Linked DNA regions of Mus musculus: region 1 is linked to region 2. A link is a contact called in public Hi-C data. All regions are on one chromosome and are shown on one strand. Each heading gives the region's core, a stretch centred on a gene start, on an enhancer-like site or on the middle of the called end of the contact. The rest is flanking DNA. Distances are from core to core; before and after follow the strand shown.

Region 1 (6,334 bases), core at 3,389-5,888, 400 kb before region 2:
TTCTGGCTCATGCTCCACCATGTAAATAAAAATCTAGGAAGTGGGAGAAGAGAGAGTGCCCTGACTCTTTTGATCCACATTTAAATATCACTATCCAATTTCCTTCTTATTTTAGCTAGAGAAATCAAACCTATAAGAAGGCAAACCCACTAGAGATGATAGTGCTAAGCTGTAATAAGAGCCAAGGGCTCCCAAAACCATGTCTGCTACCCGATGCTATAGTGTCCTCGTCCTTAAGGACCCTAATGCTCTGGAACTGAAAGCCTCAAATAAACCCTTCCTTCTATAAGTTGCCTTCTTCATCACAGTGAAAGAAAAGCAACTAATACATGTTCTAGACCACCTGATCGACAGAAGACCCTGTTGAAAAATATTAAAATCCTAACAAGAAAGTTAACTCTTATAAAGAATGAAATGTTATTGATATTCAGAGTTTTTTAAACCAATAGGGCACAAATATCTTCACAGCACTGACTCTGTTTTATTCACACACAGGAACACACAATACTATTCGTGGTAGTCACTTGACTTTCTCCCTTGCTGTCACAGGGTTCCATACTGTCCATACTGTCCATATGGTCCATATTATTCACATCACTTATACTGTCCATATTAACCATCCTGTACATCCTGTACATACTGCCCATACCATCTATGCTATTCACACTGTACACACTGTCCATACTGTTCATATTATCCATACTGTCCATACTGTCCATACTGTCTAGCTACCCATGCTGTCCACACTGTCCTTATTGCTCATGCTGTCCATGCTGTTCATATTATTCATGCTGTCCATGTTCTTCATGCTGTCCATACTGTTTATGTGGTGTCCATATTATCCATACTCTCCATACTATTCATGTTGTCCACACTGTCCTTGCTGTCCATACTGTCCTTGCTCTCCATGCTGTCTATACTGTTCTTGCTGTCTACACCTGACTGCAGGTTCAGTAGGCTCTCCAGCTTCCTGCTTCAAGGTCCGACCAACTCTGTTGTTGCACTTGTATCGAAGAGTCCCCAACCCTTATCTAGAACAAAATCCTACCTTTGCTCTTATTACCCTGCTCCACTGAGTTCTTTTATCATAAGAGCATGTCTCCACTAAATCTCTTTCAGAGAATGCCCCATCCCAAACTCTCTTTCAAAGTGCCCTTGAAAACATATTTGTTTAACACTTATTAAAACCTTAGACCCCAAGCCATGGGTTTAGATTGTTGTCTAACCTCAGGAACCTGAGCATCCTTTTCCTCACATGGAAGAAGGCAGGTAGATTAGGAGACTGCTGCATTCTACATTGCTCCACTGAGATGGGCCAGATCAGAGATCCTGCAACTTCTGCACCTTCTGTAAACCTACAGACCTGGGACACTCATTCCACTCATTAGCCCCTAGCCTCAGCCCTTCTGTTTTTTCTTGTTTCTTTTTCTTCCACTTTAATGGGATTTACTATGAAGAATATGGAAATTAGTTAGAAAATAACCTGTTGTGACTTTTTTTGGAGGGTGGGGGCTATACCTCCTTGTGCTCCTGGTGAATCACATGCGTGCACCTGCCCAGGAGCTATCTCAAATCTTCGAATGGAGAACACGCACATATACACACACACCACCACCACCACCACCACCCGCAGCAGCAGCAGCAGCAGCAGCAGCAGCAACAGCAGCAGCAGTTAATTTTTAAATGCCTTGGCTACTTCAAAGGCTAGGCACTCCTAAATTTGCCCAATTATGGCTGGTTAGCTTTATCTCCTGCCTGTGTCCCCTCCTTCTTCCCCAGTCCTCCTGATTCTCCCTGCATCCTACCCACACATCTCTCAGTGTTCCACCCCATACTCAGCCATTAGCCACTGGCATCTTTACTGATAGATAAAAAACCAATTGAGGACATTGGGGACAAGGACCTATAGCATCTGGACACTCAGATTCAAATCATTAGCACCAATCTGCATCAAAAGACCATTACAGAAAGCTGCAACTGGCCAAAACAGAAAACTGATGGTAGGTGCTCAGACCAAACTGGTACATCTATAACACAACTCCTATGCTGAAGGCTCAGGGACATCATAAGAAAAGGGACAGAAAGATGGTAAGAAGTAGAGGAAATCAGCTTCAAGACTGTGTCTTCTAGATATGACCAGGAGACTTCACCCATGGTATCTTGCCTAAACAAGACCTGAACAATAATAATGTCAGTTGACATCCCAATGTGGATAGAGAAAATTTCACAGGTCTCTATTCCTATATGAAGAGTGTGTGTGTGTGTGTGTGTGTGTGTGTGTGTGCGCGTGCGTGCGTGTGTGTGTGTGTGTGTGTGTGTGTGAGAGAGAGAGAGAGAGAGAGAGAGAGAGAGAGAGAGAGAGAGAGAGAGAGAGAGATTGGGAAAGAGACTGAGTCTCCCTAAGCATGAGAACCCTAAGTAGCTATCTAATACTGAGTGGTCATCCTAAAAACATACATTCTAGCAATATTAAACAGACTCGGTAGATTATATTTATACATTTATTCATGTGTGTGTATGTATGTGTGGAAAACAATAATAGTTAAAGAAAAAGATGTCATGAATTTGAGAGGGAGCTGGTAAGTATGGGTATAAGAGGGATTGAAAGGAGGAAAGGGTTGTAAAAACATTTTTAATGAAATTTATAAAACAAATAAAGATATAGTTAAGCATTATATAGCTCAAGATAGAAAATGGAATTTTGAATATATCCACTGTAAAGAAATGTTAAAACTTAAAAATGGTAAATATGACAATTATGAGTTGCTCACTAACACATACAAGAGTCAACACTGTGCCTCCTAAACACTAAAAATATTATGCTTTAATTAAATGCCAAAACTTAATGGCAAATAAGTGCACACACACTCACAAATAAGGTACATGTATGAGTCTGTTAATGTCTTAGACATTGTTTTCATCTGCCTGAATCCATTCTTCATTATTTCCTAAAGAAAACAAGTTGTTTGACTGTGTAGAGATTGCCATTGCCTGAATTTTATTGATTTCATCCCTGTGTATAACTTAAAATTTCTTTGGTCCATTGCATTTTGAACTAGAGGCTTGATCTCAGGTTTTATTTCTGGCAGGAATACTTCACATTTAGTGTTGGTCCTTTCTTCAGGAGACATACTATGTCTGGTTGACTTTAAACAGCATCAGCTAATGAATGGATGCCAAGATTCATTCATTAATTAGCAGCTCAAAACTAATATTCAAGTTATAAATGTTTTCTTGACTTACTGGCTGGATGTTGCACTAAAAAGGAAAGTTGTTTTCATCTTTGAGTTATAATCAAACAGTGATGTCCACCATTGTCACCTGCCCATCAGGAATTGAGATTTAGTGGTGAATAAGTATCTGGGGACTGTGTGGCCTGAAAGCCATGTTTCCTGGAGCGGTGGAATGACACTTGTCACTAGGAGTGTCAGATGTATGGTAGGAATTAAAAAAAAAAAAAAGGAAGAAGAAGAAAAAAAAGAACGAATTACCAAATTACGCACAATGCTTGAGGTAGTCCTGGGCTTTGTAGAAGGGTGAGTGGGTGAGTGAGTACACTCCTCAGATGTGTTCAGTTGGGCTTTATAAGCTTAATATAAATATGAGGTACACAGATATAGAGGGTTATATTAGTTCTTCCTGTATACTATATCTACCTCTCCTTATTTTATAAATATACTCATGTCATCTCAATCAACCTAAATTTAAGGTCCTCAACATGAAGATTTACAAAGAACCTGTCCAAATTCCATTTTCTTATCTTCATGTCTGTCTAACAGACTTTCAGAACAACAGAGGGAAGAGAAATCTGGCTCCAACAGCCAGAGGCTTACTCTCCAATATGCAGTACTGATAACATGTTTGCAGACTACGACTTTTGAAACCAATAGATCATCAGACAAATGAGAAGGCAGTTAGTTACCCAGAGTTCCCAAGAGGAAGAGACACAGGTGCCATGAGGAACACACTGAAGAAAACAGCAAGTTTGAACACAGATACTTTTATTTAAAACAGCCCACCAAACTTGGCCGAGATAATGAAGGCAGATGGGTAACTAAATTCAAGATACTCTAGATTTTTTTCCTTCTAATACATTGAAGAGTTGTCTGATTCTGACCACTAAACTAAGGGCTGTCAACAAGAAAACTTACAGCCTTGAGCTATGACTTGGGACCTGCACACCATCCACAGCATGGCCACTAGGTTCTGAGAATGAGTGTCCCACAGGCAAATGTATACAGGAAACAGAATCCACACAATATCCCCATGTTACACTCTACTGAATAAGTAGATAATGTACCAGCCCAGAGTCCAGGGAAAGGAGAATATGTTCTCCTCTCAGTGGGGAGTGTAAACACAGCCATCATCATTAATCTGCCATATAACACAAAGCCAGACACAAGAGAAGCCAGATCCTCTTTCAGATCTGGAAAGTATAGGAAGCAGAAGCAATATGGGCCTGGCCTGTGAGCAAAACAGTGCCACAGCTTGATGCTAATAATATCTTTTTCATCTGATTGGAAAAGAGATTTTAACTGTTTACCCTTAATCCATGCTTTAATCAGGATGGACTAATGGGTGTGTTGTTCTTCATTAGTCATGTTGGGGATACTGTGAGTGCTTTTATCAGCACACTAAGTCTTTTGTGAAACACGCCAAGTTTCAGTGATGAGTGTGATTAACTTCCTTCCATCTGTCCCACCTTCTCCCATCTGGAATGCCTACTTGTCCCACTTAGGCCTCACATCTGGCCTCCGAATCTTTTTTCTCTTTGCAATTTCCATTTCTGCGGTATTCTTTTTGCTCTAAATGTAAGAGTTTTACTTTGGACTACGTCCCTTCAGCCCCTAATTGAATATCTGGAAGTGCCCAGTCTTTATTTATTTATTGAGGTGAGAGTGGAGGAATCACACATAACATATTAAGTCTTTAAGTTTAAAGATACCGTTACCTATAATGGGTTCTGGTGCATGCACACTTGTGTATGTATAAACATGTATATACACTCCCGCTTCCAAGTATTCATGACAAGTTAGCAGATCAGCATCTTTGCTCTTGTGGGTATTAGGTCATATCTTTTAAAACCAACTACAGCTTCTCAACATGCCTTTACTATAATTAACATTTGTGATTGATATTTTCACATAAATCATAGTGTCTTAAAGATATATGAGGTAAGAATAAAGCTAGTATTTTCCCACATAATCAATACTATATGCAATCCTCAAAAAGCAGCATTTTAATAGAAATGTAATATGAAAAAGATATGATTTACAGATTATCCTACATGTGCTGTGGAGATCAATCCCCCTTTAGGTTTCTCACACTGTGATTCTACCTATAAAAGATTCATCTGAACTAATCTGTCTAAATTTCTTGAATTCTAGGATTATAAAGAGAAGGAGGAGTTGGCCTAGAAACTGTCTTTGAAAGTTTTTATTCTGGTATAGTAAGAAGTTCTGTAACACTGTGTTTAAAATTATTCTTATGGTAAAGAACAGAAAGGAGCCAAAGCCATCTTTGCTTGGTCTTCCACTATCTATCTTTGTCCTATTCTTTTGTCCTCCAACCTCCAACTCATACTTGCCCTTTGTTCTCATCCTTTGTTCTCTACCCCAACTCCTACCACCAAAGAGAAATGGGATCAGGAAGGCGAGTCTTAGAAGGGAGGAATCTTACTTCCAACATCCTTGTTATCTGTCTTGGTTAGGTTTCCAAGCCACCTCAAACGCTGGAGAGAGCTTCCATGGTTTGTAGGAGGCTTCCCAGTGGATACACCAGATACCCTCTGAATTTAGAGCAAGTCTCCTACCAGCTGGCATTCCAGGAAGCCCTCCACAGCTTCTAAATCCTGAGACACACTTGAAACTACTTCTATCTGAAGATGCTGTGTTTCATGGAAGACTACTGACCCCAAGGCAACTGCTACTCAGGACAATCATTTCTGTGAGTAGACTGTTCACAGAAAAAAATTGCTCTGGTACTGTTTGTTTGTTAGTTTCTTGACACGGCCACTGGAGTAATTTACAACCAAGCAGAAAGCTACAACTTCTGCCTTTAGCCTGGCTTTTCTGTCAAAGCTGTGGGGGTAAAGATCTATAGTGAACTACTAAGCTGTCACAAAACTGTCAAATTTAACACAATGAGTGGAAACTAGTCAGGAGTTATTACACATCTATTATAGCATTTTCAGCACATTAAAGATTAATTTTTAGTCTACCTAGATTGAGTCTTCCCTATAAACATATATACATACATGTCTGCTGAAACCACATGATTTGAGAGGTCTATGGATGCACATCAGTATCTTTGTACGCATAGATGCTTGCCTTCT
Region 2 (5,617 bases), core at 1,869-4,368:
TTGGTGCTTGTATCTCAGACACAGACTGCTGATAGACCAGCTTCCTTAGGGGAGATGGTGGTAGAAGTCACAGATCCTTGTAGACTAGACACAGGGACTTCTAGCTTCGCTTGCTCTTAGTTTTGCTGGCAAGAGTCCATGCTACCTCCTGATGGGAGGAGTGTCACAGGTTTTGTGGTCTGTGTAACCTACCATAGTTTTTCTTTGCCCACCGTTATTGATATTCTTTGAATACAAATTTCTCTTTCAGATAGGAATACTTCACAGTCAATGTTCTGAGATCATGCTTGTGTTTTATTCTATAGGAAGAAATCTAGAGGTACCCACCAATAGTGGCTTGTTTGTTATGAGTTAATCTTAGTTCTAGGGAACCCATGAGAAAGGAATGACTCACTCACCTTGGTGTATGCTAAGAGAAGAAGGAGATGACGAGGAGAAAAGCATAGCAGTGATTTACTGTATTTCATGGGCCACCAGGATGCTTCTGCTGGCTTTTCCCAAGGTCACTGATTCTGTTTACAGGCTGCCTTTATGTTTGGCCTGCCTAGAATGGCTGTGACTTCTCCTTCATCACCTTCTATACCAATTTCTCTACAGCAGGAGTCTTCACAGAGTGATTGTCTGAGGATAACATTGTCTGAGTCAAATCCCACTGTATTAGCAATTACTAGGCCTCTGTTCAAATCTCTTAGCATTGCCCAGACCCTTCCAGTCCATATTTATAATTCCATCTCCTTTATCTCTTGGCTTCTTCATAGTCACTAGCTGGAATTTCCATACATACTATGGATACAGATCCAATGTTTTAGTTAGGGTTTCCATTGCTATGAATAGACACTTTAACCAAGGTAACTCTTAAAATGGCAAATATTTAATTGGGACTGGTTTACAGTTTCAGAGGTTTAGTTCATTAGCATCACAGAAGAAATCACAGCAGCACACAGGCAGATATGGTGCTGGAGAAGGAGCTGAGAGTTCTGAATCTTGATTCATGGGCAACCAAGATAAGCTGACATCCTCAGGCAGCTAGGAGGAAGCTCTCTTCTGCCATAGGTAGAGCCTGAACATAGGGGGAGATCTCCAAAGCCTGGCCCCCACAGTGACATACTTCCTCCAACAAGGCCACACCCCTGAACACTCTACCACTCTCTAAGGGCCAAGCATATTCAAACCACCACATCCAGGTTGTGTGCCCAGTAAGCACTGAGACCAACATACCCATGCTTAGTCTTTGGCCATCAGTAGGTTTAGAGGCAGGGATTCTTGTTTCCAACTCTGATTTGGCCTGAAAACACATCTTCTTTCCTTCCCTGAAGCCACAATAGAAATGAAAGCAGCCCCTAACTTCAACCTGTTTGTATGGACTCTACATCTATCAAGACAGTGCTTCTCCTTTTCTGTGGTCAGATTTCCCCTGGAGGGCAGGTTTCTCATCAGCTATGGTGTCTCCAAGATCGGACTCTAATGGCACTGCCTCCTGCTGTTCACATTCTGTGTAATCTTCTTCCCGTGAGTGTGAACAGGACATAGTGACTTGCTTCTAGTCAGAGAAATCAGAAGTGAGGAAGTGTCCCTTCAGATAGTAGGCTATTAAAAGCTGTGACTTTCCTCCTGGGTATTATCTTATGTTCTTGCCTGAGTTTCTTACTGTGGGAGAATCCAACAGCGTTAGTTAGCTTCTCATTATTGCAACAAAATGCTTGACTTTTACAACTTAAAGGAATGTGCTGGTTAGGTTTTGTCTGCTAAACACAAACATAGATGCACATAGGAAGAAGGAATCTCAATTGAAGAATTGCCTCTATCACACTGTTCTGTGGGCAGGTCTGTGGGGAATTTTCTTCATTAATAATTGATAATAGGGAAGTTATCCCAATGATGTGTGGTGGTCCTGGTATATAAAAGGAAACTGAGCAGGCCATGGGGAGCAAGCCAATAAGGAGAATCACTTCATTTTCTCTAATTCAGTTCATATCGTCAGGCTCCTGCCCTGAGTCCCTGCTTGGCTTTTCTTTGATTATTGACTATGAAGGGTAGTTGTAAGATAAAATAACCCCTTTCCTCCTCCAGCTGTTTCTGACCTTGCTGTTTATCACAGCAATATAAATCAAACTAGGGAAGGAACAAATATTTGATTCATGGTTTCAGAGGTTTCAGTCAATGATCATTTGGCCCCATACAATTTGGTCAAATATCAAGGCAGTGGGAGCTTGTGATAGACAAGAGATGCTTACTGCATGGTGGCCAGGAATCAGCAAGCAGGACATAGGTAGGGGCTGGGGACCAGGAACCCTCAAATGCCCACTCCAGTGACCATTCTTCCTACAGTGAAGCCCCATCTTCTAAAGTTTCCTTCTTCCTATAAATGTCTATGTTTGTACCAAGCTGACAAATCCCCCAAAACAGTACGATTAGCTATGGACCAAGTGTTAACACAAGAACCTTTGAAAGACATTTCACAGTCTAGCCACAATAGCAGAGCTATGAGACACCTTTGTGGAAAAGTGAATATCCATCAGCCAAGGCCCCAAACAAACAACATACAAAACAAAGCAACAAAACAACAGAACAAAATTTCAGTAATAACAAAAACGCAAAAAGATAATTTAACCAAAATGATCATTTGGGGAAGATGGAATTTAAACGTTTCAGCCCAACTTTGGGATCCTGACTTGAGCGTAAATAGAGATTGATGGAAGTGGGTGAGAAGAAGTAAGAGTCTTTGTCCAGTTGTCTCCAGTTGATCCTATCTGGTTCTGCAGGGTGTCCTTGAAGAGTTCCTCACTGCTTAAGGATTCAGAGATATGTTCCTGCTTGAGGGGTGAGGCTTCATGGGCTAGTGTGTGTGTGTGTGTGTGTGTGTGTGTGTGTGTGTGTGTGTGAGAGAGAGAGAGAGAGAGAGAGAGAGAGAGAGAGAGAGAGAGAGACTCTGTTGTTCCTGAAACCCCAAACATATAAGGTTGGAAAAACTCACTGGAGACTTTCAGGCACCTTTTTGGAGGTCAGGGACAGGGTGGCATAAATCCAACTGTAAAATGCCTCAGCTGCTCTTATCTCTGTGCATTGGGCTTTGAAGGGGGATGTGATCTGTCAGGTTTCACCAGCTTTTAGACAGACACTTACTGCATGATTAACATGTCTACATGCAGAGGTAAGCAGGAGTCTGTCCCAAAGTAAAAGAGACAGATATAGACCAGCTTAATGAGGCATGACTGTGATCTCAGAACTTGAGGAAGAAAGATTGGTTCAAGTTCATAGCCTGCCAGGGTTATCTAGTGAGACCCATCTAAAAGAAAAACTGGAAGAAAAAGGAAAAGAAAAAAATATAAAAGGAGACAAATATAAAATGAAAGCTGAGATGCCAGGCTTTTATCTTGCCCTTAGTTAGCTTGAGGGTCCAAGCAAAGAGTTCTGGTTTTCAGTTAAAGCAGTAACTAACTACTGGTAACAACAAGAGATGGTGGCAGGCATGGCTGATTTTCTGATCACAGCCTTGAGGGAAAGTTAGCCAGCACCCCATGGCTAAGATACTCCTGGGTTCCTGACCTCAGGACCCATGAGATTATATATACTTGCTCTCTCCAGCTGCTCCATCTGGGAGAGCCAGATAATTTGTTATGCAGAAATAGGTAACTGCTATGCCGTCCCTTCTGCATCTTCAGCTACTTCCTCTGTACAAATGTACATAGTCAAGGGGCACCCCTGAACAGCTGTTCTGAATAAAACTAAAAGAAGCAAGAAAGAGAGACACAGACACAAGGAGGGGCGAGAGGCATCTGGAAGATGTCTCCCGCTCCTCAGTCATTTGCTCTGCGTTTCTTCCCTGGATGCCGAGGTCTTTTAGAATGATCAGCCAAGCTGAAAACAGTCTTCTCAGGGTTAAGATGGCATCGACAAGTAATTTAATGCTTTCTTTTGATTGGATTAGTGGCTAAGCCATTGACTAGTCTCTCCAGCTGAGACAAGGAAAGTTTAGCCCAGTTAAATTAAATCTCTTCGGCATCATTGGTTCGAACAGCCTACTCACTTCTGCACCAGATGCTCAGAACATTTTTGTTGTTGTTGTTGTTGTGGAATGTGAAGAGAAGCAAAAAGAATGAATCCTCTTTGCTTAGGCGGGAGGACTGATCGCCTTACCTACCCAGCATGATTATTGCAGCACATATGGTTTAGAGGCGCTGAGAAAGGTAATGGATCTGCCGGAATTAGCACCTGACTTGGGCGAGCACCGGAGCAGAAACTCTCCCTCCTTTTAACACGCGGGCTCAGTGAGGCAGGCCAAGCCTCATAATCACCATCGATTATCTCATTCGCCATGACTCCTGGGAAATCTTGGGTGAAAGCAAATTGAATCCGATATTTGCTGCCTCTGTTGTCAAAGAGACCACTTTCAGATTAATTCCAGGATGACAGCAGCCCAGACAATGGAGCCCTGCAGTAGTGTGACCAAAGGGGCTGCCAGGCACAGAGAGAAGATGCCCCTCTTGTGAGCAGATGTATAGAGAAGGTGGCTTTGGAGCAAAGCACCATCAGAACATAGAGGATTAGTCACAGAGGGTGGCTCCTTCAAGGAACTGATTGTTAACAAAGGTTAATTAAACCAGGCCCAGGCCTCATTGCTCCCGAGGGTGTCCTTGGCTCCCTAAGGAGGAAACTGCTGCCTGGGGGCTCTGGGATAGGACTCCAGGCACAAAGAGAATAAACCCTCTCATGGACCCAGGCTGGGTCATTCCAAGGACTCCCTTGGCCTTAGGGAAGGAGGATGAATCAGTGAAACTTGAAAAGGGCAAGTGTTTGTTTACAGGGAGACAAAGATTAGGGGCTGGCAAGTCCTTCTGGAAGCCCAGTGGTATCACTGATTGAGAACTCAGCCCTGAAGGCTGAATTCTCTGCTAATAACCTGCTTAGAGAGCAACCCGTAGCAAGTGCAGACTCTCTTCTCATTTAATTTATATTACTTATTTAATTAGCTATTTATTTGTTTAGTGTGTGTGTGTGTGTGTGTGTGTGTGTGTGTGTGTGTGTGTGTGTGTGCTTGATCATGCATTCATGTACCTGGGTGTGTGTTTATTGTAGTTTAAACCAGTATTTCATACAAGCTAGGCAAGTCTCTACTAAGTGCCCAGCTCTTTCACTGTTCTTTTTTAGACCCAGTGTTCTGTACTTCCCCAGGCTAGCCAGAACTACTATTTATCTCAGAACAGGGCTTGATCTTGATCTCCTCCTACTTCAGTTTCCCAAGGAACCAAGATTACAGACCTGTGCCAGTAGATCCAGGCAAGAATCATCTATTTCTGACCCTGAGAGAGGAGACTTCCCAAAAAGGGGATCCATTCTTTTAATCAGGGGCTCCAGATCACATGTGTTACAATTCCCAAAGAGCATTGTGGTCTGACTATCATGGGCAATAAACACCATACCAGCCAGAAAAAGCAACTAGAGTGAAATCAGTCTTCAGGAACCAACCCGGCTGGCAAGTTGTGCCTGTGGGCCTCATCAAGTAGAGTCAGTGAGACATTCGGGTGGTATTATTTATCCAGTACCTGACCTTGTGGCAAACATTATAGGTTTGCATAAATGACAAAAGTGACACAAAAAGAGAAGCATTTCTGTTTTA

Evidence for each region. Hi-C and Micro-C count contacts between places; a contact is called where the count stands out from the background.
Region 1: a Hi-C map of the N1E-115 cell line shows a contact between it and region 2, with 2.3 times the contacts expected there. The contact joins two enhancer-like sites. A contact is called at or near these places in 1 of 484 Hi-C or Micro-C datasets (the N1E-115 cell line) and 1 of 9 other capture datasets (embryonic stem cells).

Annotation. Positions count from the first base shown.
Region 1 is chr2:142,994,340-143,000,673 of GRCm38.p6, reverse strand. No RefSeq gene overlaps it. Among named protein-coding and RNA genes, the nearest start is that of Snrpb2, 66 kb to the left of the region's middle. Within about 2 kb of position 4,638, at least 4 of the 459 cell types and tissues checked have an H3K27ac peak or open chromatin away from gene starts, as enhancers often do. A contact at or near this core is called in the N1E-115 cell line, where this site is marked.
Region 2 is chr2:142,588,647-142,594,263 of GRCm38.p6, reverse strand. No RefSeq gene overlaps it. Among named protein-coding and RNA genes, the nearest start is that of Kif16b, 310 kb to the left of the region's middle. Within about 2 kb of position 3,118, at least 15 of the 459 cell types and tissues checked have an H3K27ac peak or open chromatin away from gene starts, as enhancers often do. A contact at or near this core is called in the N1E-115 cell line, where this site is marked.